Linked DNA regions of Mus musculus: regions 1, 3 and 4 are each linked to region 2. A link is a contact called in public Hi-C, HiChIP or PLAC-seq and promoter capture Hi-C data. All regions are on one chromosome and are shown on one strand. The core of a region is the stretch at or near the end of the contact, and the rest is flanking DNA. Distances in the headings are between cores, read along the strand shown. Region 1 overlaps Nyap2 (neuronal tyrosine-phophorylated phosphoinositide 3-kinase adaptor 2). Region 2 holds the start of Dock10 (dedicator of cytokinesis 10). Region 3 holds the start of Wdfy1 (WD repeat and FYVE domain containing 1). Region 4 holds the start of Serpine2 (serine (or cysteine) peptidase inhibitor, clade E, member 2).

What was found. Promoter capture Hi-C pulls out the DNA fragments that hold promoters and counts their contacts. Hi-C and Micro-C count contacts between places; a contact is called where the count stands out from the background. HiChIP or PLAC-seq counts read pairs in DNA pulled down with a chosen protein or histone mark.
Region 1: a contact with region 2 is called in a promoter capture Hi-C map of second pharyngeal arch cranial neural crest, with 5 times the contacts expected there. The contact joins the enhancer-like site here to the promoter of Dock10 in region 2. A contact is called at or near these places in 14 of 39 promoter capture datasets (the 3T3-L1 cell line, 3T3-L1-derived adipocytes, the C10 cell line and 9 more) and 12 of 115 datasets of contacts at active chromatin or transcription factors (bone marrow-derived macrophages, embryonic forebrain, embryonic stem cells and 7 more).
Region 3: a Hi-C map of natural killer cells shows a contact between it and region 2, with 5 times the contacts expected there. The contact joins the promoter of Wdfy1 here to the promoter of Dock10 in region 2. A contact is called at or near these places in 1 of 484 Hi-C or Micro-C datasets (natural killer cells) and 1 of 115 datasets of contacts at active chromatin or transcription factors (bone marrow-derived macrophages).
Region 4: an H3K27ac HiChIP or PLAC-seq map of embryonic stem cells shows a contact between it and region 2, with 2.9 times the contacts expected there. The contact joins the promoter of Serpine2 here to the promoter of Dock10 in region 2. A contact is called at or near these places in 1 of 39 promoter capture datasets (stem cell-derived epiblast-like cells), 1 of 115 datasets of contacts at active chromatin or transcription factors (embryonic stem cells) and 1 of 9 other capture datasets (embryonic stem cells).

The regions. Positions count from the first base shown.
Region 1 is chr1:81,300,514-81,303,213 of GRCm38.p6, forward strand. All of the region lies in intron 6 of Nyap2 (neuronal tyrosine-phophorylated phosphoinositide 3-kinase adaptor 2), which reads left to right. Among named protein-coding and RNA genes, the nearest start is that of Nyap2, 220 kb to the left of the region's middle. Within about 2 kb of position 1,383, at least 19 of the 459 cell types and tissues checked have an H3K27ac peak or open chromatin away from gene starts, as enhancers often do. A contact at or near this core is called in second pharyngeal arch cranial neural crest, where this site is marked.
Region 2 is chr1:80,757,241-80,759,940 of GRCm38.p6, forward strand. It overlaps Dock10 (dedicator of cytokinesis 10), which reads right to left and starts at 1,313. Exons shown (of 56, transcript NM_175291.4): 1 at 1,086-1,313. The coding sequence starts at 1,208.
Region 3 is chr1:79,760,154-79,763,065 of GRCm38.p6, forward strand. Wdfy1 (WD repeat and FYVE domain containing 1) reads right to left here and starts at 1,616. Exons shown (of 12, transcript NM_001111279.1): 1 at 1,411-1,616. The coding sequence starts at 1,547.
Region 4 is chr1:79,857,404-79,860,141 of GRCm38.p6, forward strand. It overlaps Serpine2 (serine (or cysteine) peptidase inhibitor, clade E, member 2), which reads right to left and starts at 1,262. Exons shown (of 9, transcript NM_009255.4): 1 at 1,108-1,262.

The sequences.
Region 1 (2,700 bases), core at 133-2,632, 540 kb after region 2:
AGCAGAAACTACAAACTCATACCTGTCCCCAACACACTTATTATCCATCTCCATCGCTACCAGGAATGAGGCAGATTGATGCAATTTACAACTCCGTCTAAGAAGATTCAAACCCATGGGGTGGCACTTAGGTCAAAGGACTCTGAGGGTGTCTGCTAGCTGCTAGTTCTCTGTACCTGGATGTGTCCTTTATACCCTTATCATCAGAAGTCAAAACTAAGGCAATGGAAAAATTATAAAGTAGCTGAAGAATATTCTTTAGTGTGTGAAAGGCACAGATGTTATGGGAGGATCTGAGGTGAAGTTTTCACAGTGACGATCCCATGCTGTTTATTGTTATCTCTGCTTCTTGCCTGTAGGATGTACAAGGACATGGGTGGAGCCTTTCTGTTCTGTTCTATATCAAACAGGTGCTCTTACTCCCCCATGTGGCAAGAGAGAATGCCAGTGTGAGCTGGCTGACACAAGCTGTCCAGCGTGTCTTGCTTATGGGATGCTAGAAGTTATGAACTGAAACGCTTAAATGCGTCACTCTTCTTTTTTCCAGGGAGCCTGTTTTTTTATCTGTAGAGTATGGGAAGTATTATTTGTTTAATAGTATTGTTGAGAATCAGTGTGATTATAAATATATGATTCATATTATATAAAAATAATATACATTTATATTATATAAGTATATTATATAAATTATATATAATTTCAAATTTAAAATATCAATTATATTATTATAACTGATATAATATTATTGTGTACTAAATATAAATGTATTTTTATATATGAAAAGGATTAGGGATAATATTTATTCTTTCTCTTCTTGCCATACATCATTTTACTCTCTCAAATACTCAAATTTTTCGGATTGCTGGAAAATTTTGAGAGGAGACTTCTGGCCACTGATGTAACAAAGAAGTTGGATGCAGATGGGTGACTTAGTTCACCCCAGTATTCCTATGTAATCCTGTGAGAAATTAAACACTCAGAATTTGCTAGGGTAGTGACTTTTTCTTGTCCTGTATTTATCATGTGTGGTTTGGATAAAATGTAAGTGGAAACTGACTACCAGTGTCATTTCAGCTCCCCTGTCATCTACTGTTATTTATTGTCCTATCTAGATTAAATGACAAATGAATGCAATGGAAATTCTACAGCTATCTAGGATGCTATCAACTTTTGTGGTTAGGAGAAAGAAGATGCTATGGTCAGAATGGTCAGCATATGCTTTAAGATGTATCACTGATTCAAATACATTGTTTTCTTTAAACACCAGCATGCACTCTGTGGAATACACCTTTAACAACAGAAACCAATGGGGCTTCAACAAGCCTGCCCCACACTGCTTGGAGAACTTTAACAAATAAAGTGGATACATGGCTCCCCCTAGCAACCGAAATGTATAGTACAACCAGCTCTTCAAAGGCAGGGTTGCTTTTAAAGTCTTACTTGTAAACACACCTCCTGAGTGAGGAAAATGAGCAACTGTATCCAACGCCCCTTGTGTGCTGCACATTTTTATGGATAGATGAAGGTAACTGCATTGGGCTGTATGACTTCTTCCCTTCATTTAATTATCTCTGTTCAACCTGAGTCTTGAGAGAAAACAAAAAACAAAAAACAAAAAAAGCATTGCCCTTCTTTAATTAAATTAAAGTGCAGGGGTGGGGAGCTTAATTCAATAAATGGAAGAATAACTTCTTGATTTTTTTCCTTCTGTTAATGTCATTGAAATGAGTAGCTTAAGAATGTTTCAAAAAAAAAAAAAAAAGAAAGAAAAAGAAGAAGCTCTCTCTAGCTACTGGGTAAGCTTTCCTTCGACTTAGGTGACCAGTAGAATATGAAGAAATGTTTGTACACAACACTTGCTCACAGTTGTTCTGCACTTTATTCCAGTGCCTCTCTACTTTCCTAATGCTGTAACCCTTTAGTACAGTTCCTCATGTTGTGGTGACCCCAAACCATAAAATTATTCTGCTATTACTTCAATAACTATAGTCTCCCTGCTGTGAGAAATTTTAATGTAAATATCTGATACACAGGATACCTGATTTGCGACCCCCCAAAGAAGTTGAGACCCACCATTGAGAACTTTTGCTTTATTTGAATAATATGGTCCCGTGGTGCATGCTTTTCTGAAGAAACACTAAGGGGCGTTAGTCGTTCCCTTCTATTCTGTGTGACACATAAACGTTACCCCTCGGGTTGAACCACCTTGCTAAACAAAACAGATATCTTAAGCAGCACTCGTGATCCTCCTGCAACTGCCACAGCTCTCAGGATTCTGTATTACCATGTTCATATCATATCTACTTTGTGCTCTTAATATCATATCTAGTAAGAAGTCATAATATGTCTATTAGTGAGGAAGCTGAAGCCAGAGTGTCTCTGTAATTCAAATCTGACACTAGTCACATGGTGCTAAGGTGTAAGCCCAGATTGTCTTATTAAAGCCATGCCGTACACAAAGCTGCCTTCTTCATACTTCGGTTCTCAACTGCTCTCCACATTCTCTTTTGCTCATTGGCTTATTAAACATGCAGATTTTCTTGGGTGTTATATTTGTGTTCATCATTCTTAAATGAAATTTGCATAGGGGAGTATGAATTGCAACAGGACTTCAACTAAACAGTGTCCCAACTTTGACTAGTATCCCCAAGGGTGAAATGAGGTTAGCAATGTGACTCTATCTCTGTCATATCACTCTCA
Region 2 (2,700 bases), core at 63-2,562:
CTGTGGGAACTGGCTCTGACCAGATCTGGCTCCCTCCTCTTCGGTGACTGGCAAAGGCAACACTTTGACACTCTTAAATAGGGTTGTTTAATTCCTAATGGTATTTACTGGCAAAAAAAAGGAAAATGAAACCCACAACGAGGATTCTGGTCCAACAAAGTCAGGCCAAGAGCTCCGTGGCTGAGCCCCACTCTTGCTGGAAGGCTACTCCCTACGGGCTACCCATTTCTACCACAGTTGATGTGCGCTCCCTGCTTGCTGCTTTCATCCCTTAGTGTGACACCTACTGGAATTTATGAATATCTCGTGATGCACGGGTATGATTTGGGCACCTGATGCTGGCTTTTGCCTCAGGGACTTCCCGCGGAAATCACCCAATACTTAGAAGGCATTTCGACAAGGAAGTAACCAGGGGAAACCTTCTGGAAGGAGATTCCCGTGAAATCGCTTCAAAACACACCAGAAGCCACTGGCTACTTAATAACCCACGTCCCCTTCATCCCAGTTTCCCCCAGCTCTTTCTGCAACAGTATAAAGTGGCTGGTTGGGTTCCAGCCTGTGGGGGGAGGGAGATCTGTGCAAATTGCAGATTTTCCTCACTAGATAGAAGGTGGGGGTTTCAGCTTTGGTCTGGCTGAAGAGCTAGCTCACTACATCTTTTCTAGGTTCCACGGGGAGGAGAGGGGCGCGCAGACTTGTGGATCTACAGGTTCCATCCATTTAGCTCCCCCCACCCCTTTATCCCGCCCCCACCCGCCGCCCCAGGTCCCTGTCACCCTGTCACCTTGAGCCAGACTGGATGCATTCCCGCCTCCTCCACCCCCCTTAAAACGTAGGCACACGCTCTCCCACGCAGCTGCTCATCTAAGCGTCCCGCGTTCCTAAAGTCCCCCAATGCGCCTCTGGTCCTTAATTCTTTGGTGACACTGCTTGGAGGAGGTGACTCCGGGGTCGCTCTGTGGGGGAGCGAATTCGGGGTGGAGGACAAGCTAGCTCCCGTGCAGGGGCTCACAGGGCTGGCGACAAGGCCTGTCTGGGGTCCCTGGGCAAGCCCCGCCGTGGCGCGAGGGACGCAGGGCACTCACCCGCTGCTGCTGACGGCTGCTGACGGCCACCGCGGCGGCAGACGCGGCGCTGTGCCGGAGCTCGGCCGCCTGTCCCGGTCTCAGCAGGCTCCGGGTGAACCTGCGGGTCCGCTCCCCGGCCATCGCGGGCCGTGCCGCTCGCGCCTCGGCCCCGGAGCGAGTGTGTCCCGCCGGTCCCCTGGCCGCGCCAGCCTGTTCTACCCACCCGCCGTTCAGGAAGCGGAACTCAGAGCCTTTCCCCCCCTCTTCCCCGCTCAACTCACAAGAGGCGGGTTTTTCTCGCGCGCACCCCCACTCTGCCCACCCCCTTCGCTCCCGCTCAAGCTCCGCGGCGACTTTGCAAACTCTGCGCCTCTCGGGCGGCGCGGCCAACTCTGCCTGGCTAGGGCGCATCTGCAGCGGGACGCGCGTGGGGGTGGCTCCACCCGCGCCGCCCACCCGCGACTCGGTACTGATGCCGGGCTGCCTCTGCTGGGACCTGCTTACCGCCCTATTCTCAATCCGATGCTCATAGAGGGTTGGGGATTTGGCGTTTTTTTGAGGATCAGACCTACATTCTGAGGTTAGGAAGTGGAGAAGGGTTGATCTTAGGTATCCTGTGCACCCTTGGAGGTGGGTCAGAGGTTTTATTAAGTAAGGATCCCTCTGGTGGCTGGGCCCCTTACTTTGAAGTCTCTAGGGGACCCAGATTCCTTACTTGGTCTTGGGATAGTCGGTGTGAATTCACACCTTCCGCCAATTTTTCCTCAACTGCGTCCCTACTCTATACCAGCTACACTGCTCTTGTAAATAAGACCATATAGGATGGTTTACCAAATGCCTCCTTAACTTTGCATACTAATTTGAATTAAAATCTAGTGTCTATCTGGGTAATGTAAGGGATTTCAGGGTGGAAATTAGGATGAATAAGAACTGCTGTTGGGTTACAGGGTAGGGTGAGTAGGACAGGGTGGGTGGTTCTTAGTCTATTTTTCTGCTTTCTTATCAAATCCCCCCCCACCCTTGCCTCGAGCTATCTGATTAAAGTATTCTAAAATTCTTATCTGGAGTCACATGCAGGGTGGTTCTCTGCCCAGTGTGGGTGGGTGAAAGACCAAGGCTCCTGGGAGAGCTGTGTGGACATTCTGGATTTCTTAAGGGCCTTTTTGTGGATCTGTGGCCTCTGGATTTTCTAAAGTTAAAAACATTTTTTTTAGCTTGTGGTGTGCCTGGTGTTTCTCACATAGTAGGCTAACAGGCTCTCTTTGAGGAAAATCTGGGTTACACACAGTGTGACTCTGTCTTAACTTTTTGACAAACTGTAACCATTTCCCCCCCTGTTTTAGAATACTGTCTGGTGTATAGTATAACTGAATAACTCATGATTATGCACGACTCTCAAAGGCTCAGGAAGTCTGAGGCAGTCAAAGACTTGAGTGCTGAGGCAGGAGGATGGCAAGAAAAGAAAAATGGTCTAGAAGCAAAGACTGTAGTAACAGAACATGAGTCATAGTGTGTCTTGGGTACAACAGTTCAGGTTTGAATTTATTTTGCTGTGTTGAAATACTCTGGCTAAAATCAACTTGAGGAAGAGAGGATGCATTGTGCTTAGATCTGGGTGCTTTCAGTTCCGTTC
Region 3 (2,912 bases), core at 366-2,865, 1.0 Mb before region 2:
CATGGGCTATTTCTCCAATCACTTTATACTGCCTTGAGAGTCAGAGGGCAAATGACAAGTCCTGGGTTCCATGTTTCCTCAGTACTCCTGGACGACGCAGAGAAACTAGTAACACTTCGTGGTTCCGGTTCCCTCTTGAGTAAAATGAAGTCACTGGACCAAATGAATCTTTTCTGAAGTGTGGCAAGTGACCACCGGCAGAACTACATAGGAACATTGATAACGGCTTGTTTTAGTCTTGTGGTAAATGACCTTCTGTTTCCTACTTGTGGGGCTAAATTACTTGTAAATAAAATTACTTATTTGTAAATAAATTTTCCTTTTAAAATAAGTGCATCTGGACTTTTAAAGAACTAACTAATCACTTTTTGTACAAAAATCGAAAACTCTTTGGTCAGTAAGAGTTCAGATAGTTCTAGCAGCTATGGTTCAAACAAACAAACAAACAACTGACCCTGAAGCCAGGAGAAGCACAGGAAAGTATACAACCTAACCTCAGCCCCCAAACAAATTAGAAGGAAGAGGTGAATGCCCGTGGGGTTCCATGTAAGGAATAAACAGCCGCACCAGGTCCCAAGGTAATTAGCTACTAGTCCTCTGGGACTTGGAACGGTCCCAGGAGAACACAGGAACTCTGGAGCACCAGGTAAGCCCCAGCCAGGAAGACACAGGAGGCAAAGGTTGGAGCAGCACCACGGGACAGGACGGCAACGGGGGCAAGAGGCTAGCTAGAAGCTAGGACTGGAGTACCGACTCGCAGGGGTGTGCACTGGGAACCCTGGACTGCAAGCCAGCGGTGGGAACAGGGGTTCTGTCAGGATGGGGAGATGGAGGGACTAGGTCCCAGGTTAGAAGGGTGTGGCGAAGGTCCGGAACTAAAGACCTTTGAAGAAAGACTTTGGACTAGAGAGGTCGTGTGAGGTCCAGGGTCCCAGAATGGGTGGGTCCTGAGTGGGATGAGCCCTGTGGATCAGGGTCCCAGACTGGAGATGAATTGTGGAACAGGGTCCCGAGACTGGAGGGGATCTGGAGGGTTGGTCAGTGGTTTATGGTGCTATAGGACGGGGTCCAGGGACAGAAGAGTCTGTGGGTCTGGGTCGGGGTCCCGTGATAAAGGGGGCGCTGGAGAACCTGATTCCGGACTGAAAGGGCGCAGTGGGACGGTCTGGGGCTGTTGGGGTTCCCAAGACTAAAGGCGCGCGGAGGGGGATAGGTCCCAGACTAGGGGAGTAAGACAGATCCGCCTGACGGCACCAGGATCTCGGTGGACTACGGGGACGTGGGAGAGAGGGTGGCCGCTCCGTCCGGGGTGACAACAAGAAGGGAGGCAGAATCGCGGACCCCACGATCCCCACGCCTCGTGGTCGTCACCACCTCACGCCCCGGCCCCCGCGTGCTCCCAGACTCTACCTGTCCTCGCTAGCGGTGATCACGCCGTCCTCCTTGGGGATGAGCAGCGCGGCGGTGACGGCGTCCTGGTGGCCCTCTATCTTGCTCAGCAGCACCGGGCGGCTGCTCTGAGGCCTGGAGTGGATCTCCGCCGCCATGTTCGAGCCGCGGCCTCCCCCGCGGGCGGCCCATCAGCTGACCGCCGGGCGGGGACGCGCCGGTTGCTTAGGGCAACCCAGCCGCGTGTGCTCCACGCCGCCGTAAGCTCGCGAGCACTGCCGCAGATTCCCGTAGTACTTGGTGAAGCCGCACAGTTATAATTCTGTGACCCCGGAAGGAACCCTAAAAAAACAAAAACAAAAACAACAACAAAAAACAGGATCTTGGTGAAGGTTAAAAAGCCAAATAATTCTCCCGGAAACGGATTGAGCTGAGCAGTAGCAGAACACAAGCACCTGCCCCTCAAACAGTATCGCACCGCATCCACCCTAAGAAGCCATTGTTTGAAAGACACACCCCAATTTCAGGCTTGTTAAAAGGTGGAAAAAAAAAAAAAACTCACAAGCAGCTCCCCCTGGGAGCTGCGACTGGTACCATCATCCAAACGCTCATAGCCTGTGCATAATTCTACTCTATGATTGTTAACATTGTGCAAACTACCACAATGGGACACTTTTCTGTTCAGGAGATTGTGACTATCTCCCCACCCCCACCCCCAGTTACAGCTTTCTCCTCCAGTTAGAATATACAATTTTTTATTTACCTCAGCCCGCCCCTCAACACCACCATTTCCTGCCAACTTCCTGTCCGAAGAAAAGCTCTTTTTCCTTAAACCTTCTCCAAATCACCCAGCACCAACCCTTATCCTTCAGTTGCTGTGTTACCCAGATGCCAAATGGCTCCCTCTCCACGAGGCACCCTCTGCTAACACACAGCCAACCTCACTTGTCCAACTGCAGGTGAATTCCTGATGGGTTTTGGCTGGACGACACTGATAGTATGTTTTAAGGGCCATAATCGAGAAACCCAGTCAGAATTTCACACAGCTCCCTTTTCAGCCCTTCATCCCACACACGCTGTTACTACTATTACCCAAACTGCAGTACACACAAACCACGGGTTCTTGACCCACAAACCCTGAACTAAAATAACCCCTTCCTTCCTTCCTTCCTTCAGTTGCCTTTAGTCTGGTAGTTTGCTTCACAGCAGTGAAAAAGGTAACTAATCCAGCGGGAAAATTCTTACTTAGAAAGTACAAGGTTCTGAGTGTTGGGTAGCAGTTTTCTCTGAGGTTAAAAGAGTTCATCTGAGAGGGAAGCTCAGTAAGACAGAGGGTGCTCACAGGGTGTTCGAAGAGAAGGTGAAACTTTGCTGCCTCGGGGAAGCTTCTGGTGCTCCGAAAGTGAACAACTCAAAATAGCTTGAGGAAGTTCCTGAAACTGACCGGATAGTCTAGGCCCCTCCCTAAGCATGTAGAAGTATAAAAATGACTGAGAGACTGACAGATAAGCTGAGCTTCCAGC
Region 4 (2,738 bases), core at 12-2,511, 900 kb before region 2:
TCAAACACTACTCTGAAAAAAACAGCTAAAACTCCATTGTTGACGGTTCCATTATCTGTGGCGAAGCTCTTGAGATTTTTTTTTTTTTTTTTTTTTTTTTTGCTTAAATGTTGCCAACAGGGTATAATTATTGTTTTAGAACCACAGAAAGTGTTCAAAGCACCTTCAATTTTTAAGTGTGCTTCAGATACACAAATCGGTAATGCTGACATTTCTCCCATTATCTGTATTCCCATTCAGATACAAAATCTCCAAAGTACAAGATGATCAGATCAATTGTTCTAGAACAGTTCAGAAAAGTAAACTGCCTCCTGGCTTGAAAGAGAAAAGTTAAACCTTCAAACACCTTTTTATGTTCATGCTAAATATAAGAACGTTCCCAGCAAAGTAGTCAAAGCAAGATCCAGCGGCGTTTGGAGATTTCTCTGGAGAGACACGCGGAGATTCTGTTTTGTTCATTAAAACACTAAAAATCCTCAACAGCACCTTCCCTAATACCTGAAGGTGGAGTGCTGTCTTATGTAATAGCAGCTTTCCCTCTCTGCTCATCGTGGGGGCAAATTAAATACCTAATTCCTCCGAGGATTTCTGAGTACTTTCACCTTACCTGGAGTCACTCACCGGCCTCGCAATTCCCTGGTCCACAGATGATGAAAATAAATAAGAAATCGCAAAGAGCTGCTACTGTATCCTAGGGACAAGCCTGTTGCAAAGGCCAGTGTGAACTGAAGTCCTTCCCCAAACCGCTGCCCACCTCCACACTGCACAGGCAAAGGTTACAAGTGAGAGCCGGTCGCCCGGGACAGGGACCCGCGCACGGGAAAAGTGTGGGGTCGGTGCTACCCGTGAGTGCCCAGTCGCCTCGGGTTCAGGGTCACGGTTTGCAGTCCTGCTGGACCCACCCCGAGCTCGGCGAGCGTTCCGTCAGCCTCCGGCACACCTGGACGCCCAAACCCTCGGGGACAGGGACGCGGGAGCCAGGAGCGCTCGCAGCGGGGCCCGAGGCGGTTCGAGAAAGTTCCCGCCCCAGCAACCGGTCGCGGTGCTGCCCCGGGGACAGTCCCCGGCTCCCCTCCGAGCAGCGGGAACCCCGCAGCTGCTACTCACCCGTCCTCGCTTGGATCCCCAGGTGGCGGCCGAAACCGGGAGGGAGATCGGCGCTGCGCGGCGGTGGGGGACAGGCGGCGGTGACGGTGACGCGTGCAGCCCGCACTCCCGTGCAACCACTGCACTAGCCGGCCGGGCCGCGCGGGGGCTTTATCGCCGCCGCCGCCCCCGCCCCTTCCTGCCTCCCCCGCCCCCCGGCCCGCCCCGCCCCGCCTTCCCGCCGCCGCCTTTGTGTGGCAGCCGGCCGCAACGTCTCTGCACCGCAGGGGACTTTAGGACGCCCCCCTGCCCGACCCGCGGTCGCCAGATGCCGCCCTCTCGCGGGGGTTGGGGGGTTCGGGTCCCCAGAAAGCTCCGGCCAGACGCGCCGGGCTCGAGGTGCGGCGCCAACCCCCGGTCGAGCTGCACGTGGATCGTCCGGATGAGCCTGTGGGGAGTGGAGAGGAGTGGGCGACACAGAAGCCAGTGGTGTGCCCCTGAGACGCAAGACGCGTCGTCTGGGGGTGTTGGGGGGGGGGTGACAGTGTGCAATCCTGCAGGTGATGGAAATAACGGAGCTAGGACGTGGAGGTCTAGAACAGGTCCTCCAGGTGCCCCAGAGTCAACTTATCCCTGCTTAGTGGATGAGCTGGCTGTGGGATTCCTAGGCACATGACAAGCAAGGACATGCAGAAAACTGACCCCTTGCTTGTGGTGATAGCATGAAGTACTCTCAGAGCTCCGAAGATCCAGGTGTTTTGAACCTACACCTTCAGCCCCTGAGACCTTATCAGACCCAAGGCCAGCAACAGATGGCTGTTATGTCCCATGGTCTGTTACCTGAGTGTCCCTTTCTGCATTCTTCAGTCCTCTGCTCAGGTTAGGTTTGTAGGGACTTTCATGGTAGTCTCTGTTGCCTTTGGTGCAACGCCCTCCCTATCAGGCCCCATGTTTGGCCCCAATGAAGAAAAAACAGCCGTAAATCTCTTTAGGGCTGTGAAATAAACTGCACCTAGTGCTAGAGCAACTCAGATCTCTGAGCAACCACACTGACACAGCTGTGTCCATGACAGACACTCCCCCACCCGTGTGTGTGAGTGTGTGTGTGTGTGTGTGTGTGTGACTTGAAAAACTGAGAGCAGCTTTCCAGATGAAGGCATTAGGGACTGAGGGTGTGGCTAGGTGGTAGGGTGCTTGCCTCAGATGCACAAGGCACTGGATTAGGGTGCAGTGCTACAGATAGGAGGGGAAGCAGATAAGAAACTACTAGAGCAGTGGTTCTCAACCTTCCTAATGGTGCAGCCCTTTAATAGGTATGGTTCCTCATGTTGTGGTGCGCCCCCCCCCCCCCATAGCACTATTATTTTCCTTCTTACTTCATAACTGTGACTTTGCTACTGTTATGAGTTGTCATATAAATATCAGTGTTTCCGGATGATCTCTGTGAAAAGGTCATTTGACCCCTCAAGGGGTCATGACTCACAGACTGAGAATCACTATACTAGAGAGCCAAGTTTGAAGTGTGAGTGAAGGCAGATGCACAGAGCTTGCTGGTTTCTCTGCATCTGCTTCTATCTCACCATCTTCATGCTGACACTGCTGATTGAGACAGTTGTAGGCACTCGACTGAGACCCCCATATACTTTGTCCAG